Linked DNA regions of Capra hircus: region 2 is linked to region 1. Evidence: chromatin contacts called from public Hi-C data. All regions are on one chromosome and are shown on one strand. The core of a region is the stretch at or near the end of the contact, and the rest is flanking DNA. Distances in the headings are between cores, read along the strand shown. Region 1 overlaps METTL16 (methyltransferase-like protein 16). Region 2 overlaps PAFAH1B1 (platelet-activating factor acetylhydrolase IB subunit alpha).

Region 1 (6,428 bases), core at 2,639-5,138:
TTACAGAGAGGAGCTACTGACTCACTGGGGATTAGGAACCACTATGCTGGTTAGCCTTTGACAGGAAAAGCGAACTTAATGCCCAGGGTCCCACAGAGTCCAAGGTTCAGCACAGGGCCTTGGATTCCAGTGGGCCAGCCATCTCCTCCTTCCACCCACACCATCCTGCTCTCCTCACCTCTCATGACACAGTGGAGTCGTATGCTGGACCCAAGCCTAGTTTCTGTCTTGGTCAAATTTTAGGGTAAGTGAGGCAGGTAACAACTCTTCACTCAGTAAAGCCGTCACTGTCTGTCTGTTTGTTTCACTGTAAAGGAGTAGTACGTGCTCATTAAGGATTTGGAAAGGTGAACGGAGGAAACAGCTTCAGTCACCCCTTGTCTCAGCCATCGGGAGCATAGCCACTGTTGGTATTTCAGTGTTTTCTTCCAGTCACTAATCTCTCTCTATAGATGGGGTGTGTGAGTGTGTGGGGTTCAACTTTGGTTGTGTTCATTCTGTATATTCACTTTATGCTTTTTTCCTCCGTGTTGTCACAGGAGTGTATTATTTATCCTCCTCACTTGTTCACGATGTATTTCAGCCACAGTATTAGCCTTTGTTAGAGATTCCCAGAGAATCCTCTGTGGACCTGGAAGCACATAAGAGGTGTCTTATGTCTGTGTATGTTTGGTGCCCCAGGTTTGAGGCTTGGTGCAGTCGAAGATGTTTTATAGTTTAAGCTAATGCTCTTAGAATTTAAGAAGCATGTGGCGAGAGAGCCTTCCACTGCTGAAACTGTGAGTGCCGTTTTTGCATTGGTGTGTCTTCAGTTCCTTCTCTGAGAAGAATAGTTTATTTCTATCTAATGAGAGAACATTGAAACATTTTTAAAAGACATTTAAAAATCCTTTCACTTACACATATACTTTATAATTGTGTGATATGGGGTAGCCTATACCTCTGATAAAAGGGGAAGATGAATTTTTTTTTTCTTTTTTAAAGAAATAGATTACTGACCTGTGTGTCATAATGTTGAGTGATAACTGCCTAAGTGTCTGGAGGTCAAGTTCATGTTGATGGATTGGTATGAAATTCAGTCTTTGTGATATTATCTTAAATTCTGTTCTGGTCCCTGGCCTGGGCGTCTGATCTCTTGATAACCAAAGTGGGAACAGAAGCAGGACTTGTTTTCCAAGGAGGGGAATAAGCTGCTTTTGTTCTTTGGAATCTGTTTTGCTTCCAGCAGTGGGTTTCTTCACCCCGCATCCTTGCCCAGCTGTTCACACACCAGAGCATCACTGCTTGTCCTCACAGGGTCTGTGTCTCTGTGGTGGAGTTTCAGCTAGTCTTAAGGGAGTGTGTGGGTGATATATACTTATAATTTTAGTATGTATTTTTAAAAACATGAAACCTGTCAAAGCTTACCATATGAGTACACCAGCTTCTAAGCTCTGACGTGTAGTAAAATTGCAAGGGATGGAAAAGATGCAAAGGCCTTTAGAAAATTGTAGGCCTCCTAAAAGAAGCCCCTCCTTCTTACTTAAATCCAGGTGTTTTCCGCTGCGGCCACACGAGGGCGTATGTGGCTTTTTTTTTTTTTTTTTTAATCAGCTTCACGGTGGGCGTGGATAAAATTGTGTCCTTGGTATTTTCCTGAAATAGCCAGTCACTACTCAGGTAAATATTTTTTTGTAAGCAAGTACGTTTTTACGTTAAAAAAACTTAGAGAGATGAAAGAAAGAAGGAAAAACTCACCACCCTGTGGTCTGGGCATAAGTTTTCAACCTTTTTATGTTTCTTTATGGTCCCAGATGATTTAAAAATTGTTTTTCTTTCCACCTGTCTTACTACTCTAAAATAGACCCAGGCTGTGTTAGTCCTTTGGATCAACTTGTTATTGGTCTCTAGTTGGTGCTGGAGGGGGACGTTTCATGATTTTACATAGTAAGTTATCCAAAACTACTATTTGTGTCGCAGGAAGAATAATAGAGCCTTAAGAAAGAAGCTGCTTTCAGCATTCCTAAGGAGTGCTCTGACAGAAGGGAAGTCTCAAAGGCGCAACACTTTCACAGCCACATCTCTTGCAGAAGTTGGCACTCAGGAGAATCAGTTTGCTGAATGGGCATTAAGCCCAGTAAAAACCCAGAGGAGGCTTACTAGTGAGGATGGATTGGCCTCTGCCTCCTGGAGCAGGGCGTTGATGGTCTTGAACCGTCTCATGCTTCCGGGTACAAACCTCTTGGTGCTTGTGCCAGCACCGTATTAAGGAAGGCTGCGGGGGGCTCACCCTGCAAGCAGTGGGACCTCACACACATACCAGAGGGTTCCTGCTCTGCTCTGCAAAGACATTCAGATCCTCTGCTGTGACTCACCCAAATGACTAAAACAGCAGTTTATTTTTTTAATTGCTGGTTGGAACAGCTAATGCTGCCTTTCGGAATGGCTAATGCTGCCTTTTGGAGGCTTTGCTTTTACTCCAGGGGACCATGTTGTGACTGAAGGCCTTGCACCTCTGAATGGTCTCTGAGGTGCAGCCTTTTCTCTGCTCCTCTCCCAGCCTGGCAGAACCTTTGGGGACTCCAGGCTGTCTTCAGGGAAGCGGGGGATCACGGGTGCTGATTAGGAGCCAGGGAACTGAGAGAACGCGGAGTGGGCCAGAAAGTGCAGGGGCCTGGAAAACAGAAGCTCACAGACTTCACAGTTCATCAGACCCGAGTCTACATTCCAGTTCACTTACAGGGTCAGTCATTCTCACTGAGGCTTGACTTCGTCATGCAAAAGGCGCTGGATTCTCACTTCCAGGAGTCGTGACAGCAGTTAAGTGAGAGGAATACTAAAGCCCCTTGGAAGAGTCCATAAACAAGGGGTAGGCTCATTGCTTCTGAGTTTCTCTTGAGTTTTCACTTTCTGGTCAGAACATCTTCTATCAAGGGACTCAGGTGAAAAAGCCAAGACCTCAAGTGTGTCAGTGCAAGTATAGACTGCCACTCTGACCGAGAGCAGAAATCCAGACTGCTGTGTAGTGGGAGGATAAACAGGCAACCAATACTGATTATCAGTCCTCTATGTCAGTTGTCTGACTTAACCCCGCAAAGAGGCGTGGAGTCCCTGTGTGCTTTGTAAAGAAGTGGCAGCTCAGAAATGCCTTAAATGACTTGCCCTAAGGTTGTTTACAGGGACTTGACCTCAGGTCCAGAGATAGGAGACGGGTTTCATACCAATCTCCATCTGTCACGAATGCTACACTTAGGATGGAAGTGGACTCCTGGGCTCCGTGGACCCATCTTTAGGGAAGGAAGCTTGGACAATACGACACAGGAAAGAGAAAATAAGTCTTAACCAACTCTGCCTTTGAGCATTTGAAGGTCATATTATTTTCCAGCCTTTGATCAGTGAGCAAGCTTTAATAAAATGAAATTGCTTATAATTAGTTCTTAACTTACACTACCAAGTCTTTATAGAATTTTGTATTTGGCAGTAGTACAGATAATTAAGTCGATAGTGAAGCCACAGTCTAGTGCAAGCACACTTTGGATCGGAATCAATGTAAAATAACTGATAATTAGCTAATGACTCTTTGACAACGCATAATTATATAATAAGGGGAAGAAGGATTTTTTTTTAAAAATATTAGGCAGCATCAAATATTTCACTTACAGAAAGCAAAACTGATAGACTTTCAGATCTTGCTACAGAAGGGTAACAGTCATCGTAAAAAATAGCAAGTCGTCTTCCCCAGGTAAGGGAATGGACCGTGTGAATCTGGAGAAAAGGAAAGGCTGCCTGCCATCTGGTGGGAATTCAAGGAGTGTGGCTGAGAGTGGAGGAAACGGAGCCAAGAAATTCCCAGCTGGGGGATCCTTGGCCAGCTCCAGCAGCCAGCCTGCCCCCAGGGGAAGCTGCCCTGCGAGCACTGCTGAGCCTGGGACAGTGGGTAACCTGCCCCCCCTGTGTGTGATGCCAGTGGCTCCCTGTCTCTTGCTGGGAAGTGGGCATTCCCAGTCTGGTCAGGATCCCTAATTGAAGTCTCTTTGTCCCAGGGTTTGCCTTCAGAGGGGTAGATGTGGGGCTTCTGGAGCAAACGCTGGCCTCTGTTTTATTAATGGACACTTTCATTCCCAAAGGGAAGTATTTCCTCATCTTCTACCCCAGGGGCCAGACAAGAAGGGCTGGAGCTCCCACTCCCACTGGTGGGGCACTGCTGCTCTCAAGTCACTTGTGTTTGATGCCTGCTGGTTACTGCCGAGCAGAAGTAGCTACCCAGTGATGCTGGGTCTTATTTCTTGAGGAAAGCCGGAAATCCAGACTTATGAGAAGTTTCAGTTCAGTTCAGTCGCTCAGTCGTGTCCGACTTTCTGCGACCCCATGAATCGCAGCACGGCAGGCCTCCCTGTCCATCGCCATCTCCTGGAGTTCACTCAGACTCACGTCCATCGAGTCCATGATGCCATCCAGCCATCTCATCCTGGGTCGCCCCCTTCTCCTCCTGCCCCCAATCCCTCCCAGCATCAGAGTCTTTTCCAGTGAGTCAACTCTTCTCATGAGGTGTCCAAAGTACTGGAGCTTCAGCTTAAGCATCATTCCTTCCAAAGAAATCCCAGGGTTGATCTTCAGAGTGGACTGGTTGGATCTCCTTGCAGTCCAAGGGACTCTCAAGAGTCTTCTCCTACACCACAGTTCAAAAGCATCAATTCTTCGGTACTCAGCCGCCTTCACAGTCCAGCTCTCAAATCCATACATGACCACAGGAAAAACCATAGTCGGCAAAGTAATGTCTCTGCTTTTGAATATGCTATCTAGGTTGGTCATAACTTTTCTTCCAAGGAGTAAGCGTCTTTTAATTTCATGGCTGCAGTCACCATCTGCAGTGATTTTGGAGCCCAAAAAAATAAAGTCTGACACTGTTTCCACTGTTTCCCCATCTATTTCCCATGAAGTGATGGGACCAGATGCCATGATTTTCGTTTTCTGAATGTTGAGCTTTAAGCCAACTTTTTCACTCTCCTGTTTCACTTTCATCAAGAGGCTTTTTAGCTCCTCTTCACTTTCTGCCATAAGGGTGGTGTCATCTGCATATCTGAGGTTATTGATATTTCTCCTGGAAATCTTGATTCCAGCTTGTGTTTCTTCCAGTCCAGCGTTTCTCATGATGTACTCTGCATATAAGTTAAAGAAGCATGGTGACAATATACAGCCTTGACGTACTCCTTTTCCTATTTGGAACCAGTCTGTTGTTCCATGTCCAGTTCTAACTGTTGCTTCCTGACCTGCATACAGATTTCTCAAGAGGCAGGTTAGGTGGTCTGGTATTCCCATCTCTTTCAGAATTTTCCGCAGTTTATTGTGATCCACACAGTCAAAGGCTTTGGCATAGTCAATAAAGCAGAAATAGATGTTTTTCTGGAACTCTCTTGCTTTTTCTATGATCCAGCAGATGTTGGCAATTTGATCTCTGGTTCCTCTGCCTTTTCTAAAACCGGCTTGAACATCAGGGAGTTCACGGTTCACGTATTGCTGAAGTCTGGCGCAGGCAGCTGCGAGCCGGCTCACTAAGCGCAGCCGAGAGGAGCTATAAGAAGTTTACTTGACGGTAAATCTTTACAACAAATTCAGTATTCTACAAAAACCTGGTCGACCATCAGTTTGTGGCCTCTCCTACCACCAGCTGCTAGAAGTTACCTAAATATTTGCTGCCTCCACTCTCCTAACTCATTTATTTCAGCCACTGAAGTCTGGTTGCTGCCTCCCACCTCTTAAAGAGTTCTCACCTCTTAACAGGGAGAATCCCAAAGATTCCAGTAGCCATGGGCCTGGTTTGTGCTTTTCTCTCACTCTTGGCCAACCTTATCCACTCTGTGACTTTATACTGCTCACTCCTGCATTCTTCACACACAAATCTAGGCCTTTCCTAAACTTTCACCCTCCACATGCCTCACCTCCTATTGGACATCACCCCCAGGACCATGGCTGTGCTAACTCAACTGATCTGCACCTGCGTCTCCAGTACTCTCCACCACATTCAGCCCGCTGTCCAGAATAGAAATCTCTGCTCCTCCCTCTCCTTCACCACTAGGGTCTAAAAATCTTCCACCTGAGAAAGATCCTCCCAATTCCAGCCCAGCCTCTTCTTCCAACCCTGGTGCCACCACCACCTTAGTGGCCTTCTGCGTCTCTCGCCTGGACTGTGAGGGTAGCCTGAACCGTTTCTGGAGGGTTTCAGAATTAAGCAGCAGGAACAGCAGGTTGGGGAGGGGCTGGGGAGAGGAGTGAAGAAACAGGAAGGAAACCAGGATGGGAAGTAGACCCAGCACCCCAGGTCAAGTTAGTTGAGGTCAAGACTCGTGTGAGGCTCTTGCTGGTCAAGCATGCCAGAACTTTCCCCCCTTAACATAATTTCATTTTACAAAAGCAATGTTTTCATTAGAAGATATTTAGAAAAGAAGGAA
Region 2 (6,428 bases), core at 1,395-3,894, 200 kb before region 1:
CCCACTCCAGTGTTCTTGCCTGGAGAATCCCAGGGATGGGGGAGCCTGGTGGGCTGCTGTCTCTGGGGTCACACAGAGTCAGACATGACTGAAGTGACTTAGCATCTAGGGATGGAATCAGCATCCCCTGTGTTGCAAGGCGGATTCTTAACCATTGTACCACCAGGGAAGTCCCGGTAATCTTTTAATGATGGCCATTTTGACCAGTGTGAAGTGATTATAGTTTTGATTTGCATTTCTATTAACTTTGTTGAGTATCTTTTCATATGCTTGTTGGCCATCTGTATGTGGGAAACTGTCTATTTAGTTCTTATGCCCCTGTTTTGATTGGGTTGTTTGGTTTTTATGTAATTGAGTTGTATGAACTGTAAATTTTGGAAACTAAGCCCCTGTCAGTGGCATCATTTTCATTTCAAATGTGAATATTGTGAGAACTGGTAGACTTAGTTGAGTAATTCCTACTTAGCCTAAAGGTGAGAATAAGGTATCCTGATGTGGCCTGAGTATTTTCTGGTCCCTACTGGAAGCAATCAACACTAGCAATCAAACAAGGCATGCATGATCAGGATACATTATAGAGGACCAGGGGGCCTCCTCAAATGGAAACTACATTAAACAGGCAAATCCATTGATTAAAGAACTCACTGAGATGCAGGCCATTCAGGGCACAGTTACCCTAAGAATAGTCATTTCGGATAGAATGAATGAGGAGCCTTTCTGTGTTGCCAGTGTGGGCAAGTTGTTATCGATTCCCAGCCTCTACCTACCCCATTCCTAATGGTCACCCCACAGTGGAGTTGGCTGTATGGTGACAGAGAGGGCCTCAGGGGTGGGTGGGATGAGAGTCTTTCCTGTATTACTAAAAGTAGGTTAAAGAATGTTTGTTTGAAAGATGTCAGAAGGCCCTCCCTACACTTAGTTAATTAGATGCTTATGCTTAATCTAAGCATAACCAGTTAAGGGAAAGAGCTAGCATTTGGGTTCAAGTCCTAGTTCACTTTTTAATTAGCTCCAGCTCCATACCCTTCGCACGTGTATGGCCTCACCCTAAGTGAGCCTGTTTTCTTGTAGGTAAAAATGTGCTAATATCCACCAGCAGGGGGAGGTCTATGTGAGGAAGAGGATGTGTTGAGAAGTGTTGACACCTGACAGGCATTCAAATTTTGGATATCGTCACTTCAGAGGACTGGTGACCCAGTGGGGATGATGACAAAGTGTTTTGAGAAAGTAATGGTTTTTTATTCTTAGTAAGAGTGATCTCAAAACATTCCTAGGAGTGTCTGCATGATATGTCTAAACAGTTTCAGGAAAATGCAGTCTTTAACTGTGAGTATGGCAAAGTGTTGAACTTATTCACTCAAAAATTCACTTTTAGTTATGTTTCTGATATGGTGAGGAAAAAATGAAGTGTTTCCATTCAGCCGCTTCATTTACTGGATTTATGTATAAAAGATCTTGGAAAAGCAGTTCTTTACTTTGGTGTAAGAGAAAATCCTTGCCCTTTTTCCTTGAATATAATTATCCCGTGTTTACATAAGAAATAATAAACTGGAGATGGGAATGGGAAGAAAAAAAATACAAAGGAACAAGCCCATGTGTCAAACCGTCAGTGAAAAAGAGGTCTGAGTTCAAACCCCAGCTGGAGGGCCCATGGACCACCAGTGACTTGTCTTAATGTTTTCTTCAATGAAAATGTCGTTCAGCCATTTAGATCAGTGGTTCTCAAACTTAGCAGAATCAGAATCATCTGGATGGTTACAGTAGATTTGCTGGATCTCACCTGTCCATTGGCTTCCCAGGTGGCACAGTGGTAAAGAACCTGCCTGCCAACGCAGAAGATGCAAGAGACCCGAGTCCAATCCCTGGATTGGGAAGATCCCCTGGAGGATACGGCAGCCCACTCCATTATTCTTGCTCGGAAAATCCCACGGACACAGGAGCCTGGCGGGCTATATAGTCCATGGGGTTGCAGAGTTGGGCACAACTGAGCACACATACACACACCACCACCACACCTGTCTAGAGGGCTGCAGAGTCACACAACGGAAGCGATGAAGCGTGTACCCATGCACCGTCTCGGATATAGCAGGTCTAAGCTGGAGCCTGAGAACTTGCATTTGTGATGAGGTCCCAGGTGACACTGGAATGGGGAGCGCAGAGTCACTTTCCTCAGCAGTGAATTGCCCATCTATTCGCAAGACAAGGTTCACCAGACTAAGGGACAGAGCTGCCACACCCAGGATACAGCACCAGTTCTCCACCAGATCTTCCTGACCTCACCCTGTCAGGAACACACGCAACCATCAGTCTTGTTAAGCTTGGTGTGTGACAAACCAGTAGGTTCTGAACAGCTAAGTGCACTTCAGGATAGTGACACTCAAGCTGGAACTCCACCTTGAGGGAATGTGGTCAGGCTCATCTGAATCTGACTAGGGGAAAAGAACCCTGTGAGGAAGTTGAAAAGCTGCAAAACCCAGGAAACTCTTATCTTCGAGCAAAGTTCTTGGTGCTCTTGGCCCAGCCTCTCATTTGGAGGAGCGGGGGGTAAAGAAGCCACTTTCCTAAAAGGCAAGATGACAGCTGGGGTGTAAGAAGCCACTACATCACCAACTTGTCCTTTGCTGAGACCTCGCAGGTGCCCTAGACACTATGGATGCTAGCTGGGCAGTAGCACAGGGATGAAAAGACAGCGCATAGAAAGCCGTGGGGCATCTGGGGGAAAGGGTGGGGATTCTTGGTACATTTCGACCAAACTTAAACAGCATTAGAATAGACCCTCATGCTGGGAAAGATTGAGGGCAGGAGGAGGGGGTTACAGAGGATGAAATGGTTGGATGACATCACCCACTCAATGGCCAGGAGTTTGAACAAACTCCAGGACATGGTGAAGGACAGGGAAGCCTGGTGTGCTTCAGTCCATGGGGTCACAAAGAGTGGACACAACTGAGCAACTTAACTAGTTATCTCCAAGAATCCAAGACCACTGGACAGAATAAAAAGGCCCACTCATTAGCAAGCAAAAGGCAGTCGAGTCACTTCTCCCCGGGGGCCCTGACCGCCACTCCAGGACCAAATCCTTGCAAGGGGGTTTTAAAATGTCCTTCCTGGCCTCAGCTGTAGCCAGTCAGAAACAGCTGCTGGAGGGAAGGGCAGAGCCTTAGAAAATGGCCTGAAACTGCTCAACCCAATGGGTTGTGCGAGCCGCTGCAGCTGCACGCCTAGCTCTCTCCCACAAAGCGGGTGGAGGAGGCAGACAGCAAAGGCAGAGCTGGCTCCGTCCTAAGGCAAGGCCCTGCTGCCCTGCCAGCAGCTTGCTTTTTACTCTCCCTGTGACTGGTGCTGAACACAACCCTGCTTCCTACTGGGACTCAATTTAAAAGGTTTTTAATCTGTGCACAGAAAGACCGGAAAAATAAAAATCACATCTAGTTTTATAGGCATTTAATAGTTTACCAATTGGTACAATAAGATTTTTTTAATATGCAGAAAACATGAATAAATCTTGTTTTACACAGTCTGAGAGCAACAAATCTTACTGTAAAACACAAGAGCAATATTATATACATTCCTTTACTGATTTTTTTTTTAATTGTGTCAATATCTTCAGTTAACTCTTACAATCTGGGGAACGGTTTTCTCCAATCACCACCTCTGTAACTGTTCGTTCGCATGAAATCAACGTTCGCCTTCATGTCAGTGTCGGGATCAACTTCTAAACTCGAAGATTGTGTGTGTGTTTCTACCATCTTCAGAGTGAGCTTTAGGGACGCCTGAAGTATAGGCAGGACAAGAAAGCAGCTACTTACATGATAGAGTGGAAAGATTAAAAGGCCAGTTCAGTCCAGTTGTGACTTGTAAATCCAGCTTGCCCTCCCCCCACCCCACTGGAAAAGACTGAAACCTTTTTCACCGATTTTGTACATGTTGCTTCTCTTACCAGGTGATTCTTCTTTGCATCACCTAGATTAGTTAACATACTGGATTTATATACAGCTGGACAGAGAATAAACTATCTTTTCAGTGCTGTTTCCTTCGACAATTTTATTTTCAGTTGCTTAAGGATTATCAAGCCACCACTGTCAACAAAACGAAATATTCTTCTAAATAGTTTTTCTTTAAATAAATTAAAAAAAAAAACTATTTAATGAGTGATATTATCTGGAAGTTCACATAGAAACAGAAAGAGGCAAACAGGAGAGCAGGGCACTGACAGTAAGGAGACTGGGCTTGGTGACCTAGAGCCAAAGCTTCCGGGGAGACGACAGCGAGCGCCCGCAGCCCGGAGGACGCGCTAACACTAGTGAGTTCTACGGCAGTGCTCTGGGCACACAACTGGTCACACCACAATGGACAAAACAGGACAGTCTCAGTCTCCTACTAAAGTGCAAGATGCCGTGTCAACAAGCAACTATTCTCCAAGCCATGTCTAAAACCAGCTTCCGTGGCTCACACGGTCAGGGGTGCGGCCAGCACGTCTTGGGCACGCTATGTCAGGGTGGCACTGGAATGTCTGCTTTCCACACACACAAAAGGTCAGTCATCGTTGGAGGATGCAGTTCTACCAGCTTTTTATTTCTTAAATAAGTGGCCAATCTGATTGAGAAAGTGACAAAGCAGCAGTGAACCTCTAAACCAATTAATAAATTCCTCTACTTACAATCCAAACCAGTAACCTCATCATTGTACTTATCCCAGGCAAGGCACAGGGTTAGACAGCAGACAGAGAAAACACAGGAAACAGGAAGAAAGGGCATCAACAGGGCAGTGTCAAACAACAGTGCAGGAAACCTCTGCAAATCTGCTTCCGGATTGTGGATGGATCACTCTCCCCCTCCCTCATTATTCAAACAGGGCTCTTTACACTTGGATCCAGTTGAGGACCATCCCTGAGATTCGACATTCGCTGCTTCGGAAGTGGAGGATGTCTGATAACTCAACTAAGCAGCAGGCTGTGGCACTCTCCCAACAAGGATGACTTGGTTTACAGTGACAGCTTCTCCTCGTGTGTCGGAAGTCACTGCAGGCTGCACAGAAAACCCAGCGACAGCGGCTTTGTTTCCTCCTAAATCGGTACCATTTTTTTTTCCTTTATTGTTCGTATCTAGGAGTGATTTCTAGATGTTGTGGCTTACCCTTGAACAATTCGTGTTGCTACATGCTAAAGACGAATTAAAATACAAGACATTTATACATGTACAAACAAAAGTTAAAGATGCACCATTTCTATGTATTTATATTTCTTAAAGTAGGACAGGAAATAGCAGCAAACGAGAACAAAGATAATCTTCCATAGCTTCTGTAGAAAAATCCAGTCAGAACAGCTAAGGGGAAACGAAAAAAAGACCTCTCAATGTGAGCAGGGTTGTGAGGCAATAATGTCCTGAAAGTTATCCTACTGTATTTAAGAAATTAGCTTAAGTTGTCATTTTTGTCCTCAAAAATAGGCATTAGTTTTCAAAACACTTTTCCTTCCAGAGACATCTCTCAGGAATTATTAAAAACAAACAAGCCAACAAACAAAAAGACACAAGCTAGACATAAAGCTGCTTCTAGTAAATATATGGCCTATTCTCTGTGTGTGTATCTACAGCACATTAACTCTAACCCTTTGTCTTTTTCAGGAACCAAATTTCCACTGAATACTAAAAAGAATATTAAAAAAAAAATCATGTATTACACAAATGGATAAATACAATTCAAGATAAATTTGTTAAACTTTGTTATTTCATTGTTGTTAACTTTTCAAATGACCTTAAGAAAAAAATGTTGGTTAGCGAAGCAGTGGGATTATTTATTAATCTGCATTGGAATATTGTTTCCAAAGTCACAGATAAAAATTCTCTTAAACCTACTTGTAGTAACTTTGGATCACAATATACAACGTATCAGGGATGTGTAAAATGCTCAACAGCCAAATTGGGGGTGGGGGTGATAACGGAAGTGATTTTCTTTAGCTGGGAAAAATTCCCACAGAGTCAGACCTAGTTTTCAGAAGCATCAGGATCAAAAAGGATTTGTTCTAAAGCATGGTATTTCCACAGCAAGATTTATTCTATTTATATGTTTTAGCACTTCAAAAACCCAGGACCCAAGGACATGGAGGTTGTATGTGTGTGTGATATATATACATATACAGACTTATCCACTTATAGATAGGCCTATATACTCATAAACATTTATATATAAACAAAAGGTGAAAACACAGTACATTTTTATGCACGCTCCATTAAACCCTGTCTTTTTTAATAAACTTGTAAAACACAGTTCAAATTGATATCAGATTCATGTTGAAGAACAAACTGCTGTTATTTCTCCCACTCCCTTAAAATGGGCAAACATAACCTTTTCAAAATTTCTTTGTCATTATGTTATGCACATTGCACATCCCTAAAAAACATCAAAAACAAATAGTGATTTGTACCATGACA

The links. Hi-C and Micro-C count contacts between places; a contact is called where the count stands out from the background.
Region 2: a contact with region 1 is called in a Hi-C map of blood, with 4 times the contacts expected there. The contact joins two enhancer-like sites. A contact is called at or near these places in 2 of 5 Hi-C or Micro-C datasets (blood and liver).

Annotation. Positions count from the first base shown.
Region 1 is chr19:23,169,346-23,175,773 of ARS1.2, reverse strand. It overlaps METTL16 (methyltransferase-like protein 16), which reads left to right. Exons shown (of 10, transcript XM_005693325.3): 10 at 1-3,409. Among named protein-coding and RNA genes, the nearest start is that of MNT, 10 kb to the right of the region's middle. Within about 2 kb of position 3,888, at least 1 of the 5 cell types and tissues checked has an H3K27ac peak or open chromatin away from gene starts, as enhancers often do.
Region 2 is chr19:23,365,012-23,371,439 of ARS1.2, reverse strand. PAFAH1B1 (platelet-activating factor acetylhydrolase IB subunit alpha) reads right to left here. Exons shown (of 12, transcript XM_018064414.1): 12 at 3,427-6,428. Among named protein-coding and RNA genes, the nearest start is that of CLUH, 27 kb to the left of the region's middle. Within about 2 kb of position 2,644, at least 2 of the 5 cell types and tissues checked have an H3K27ac peak or open chromatin away from gene starts, as enhancers often do.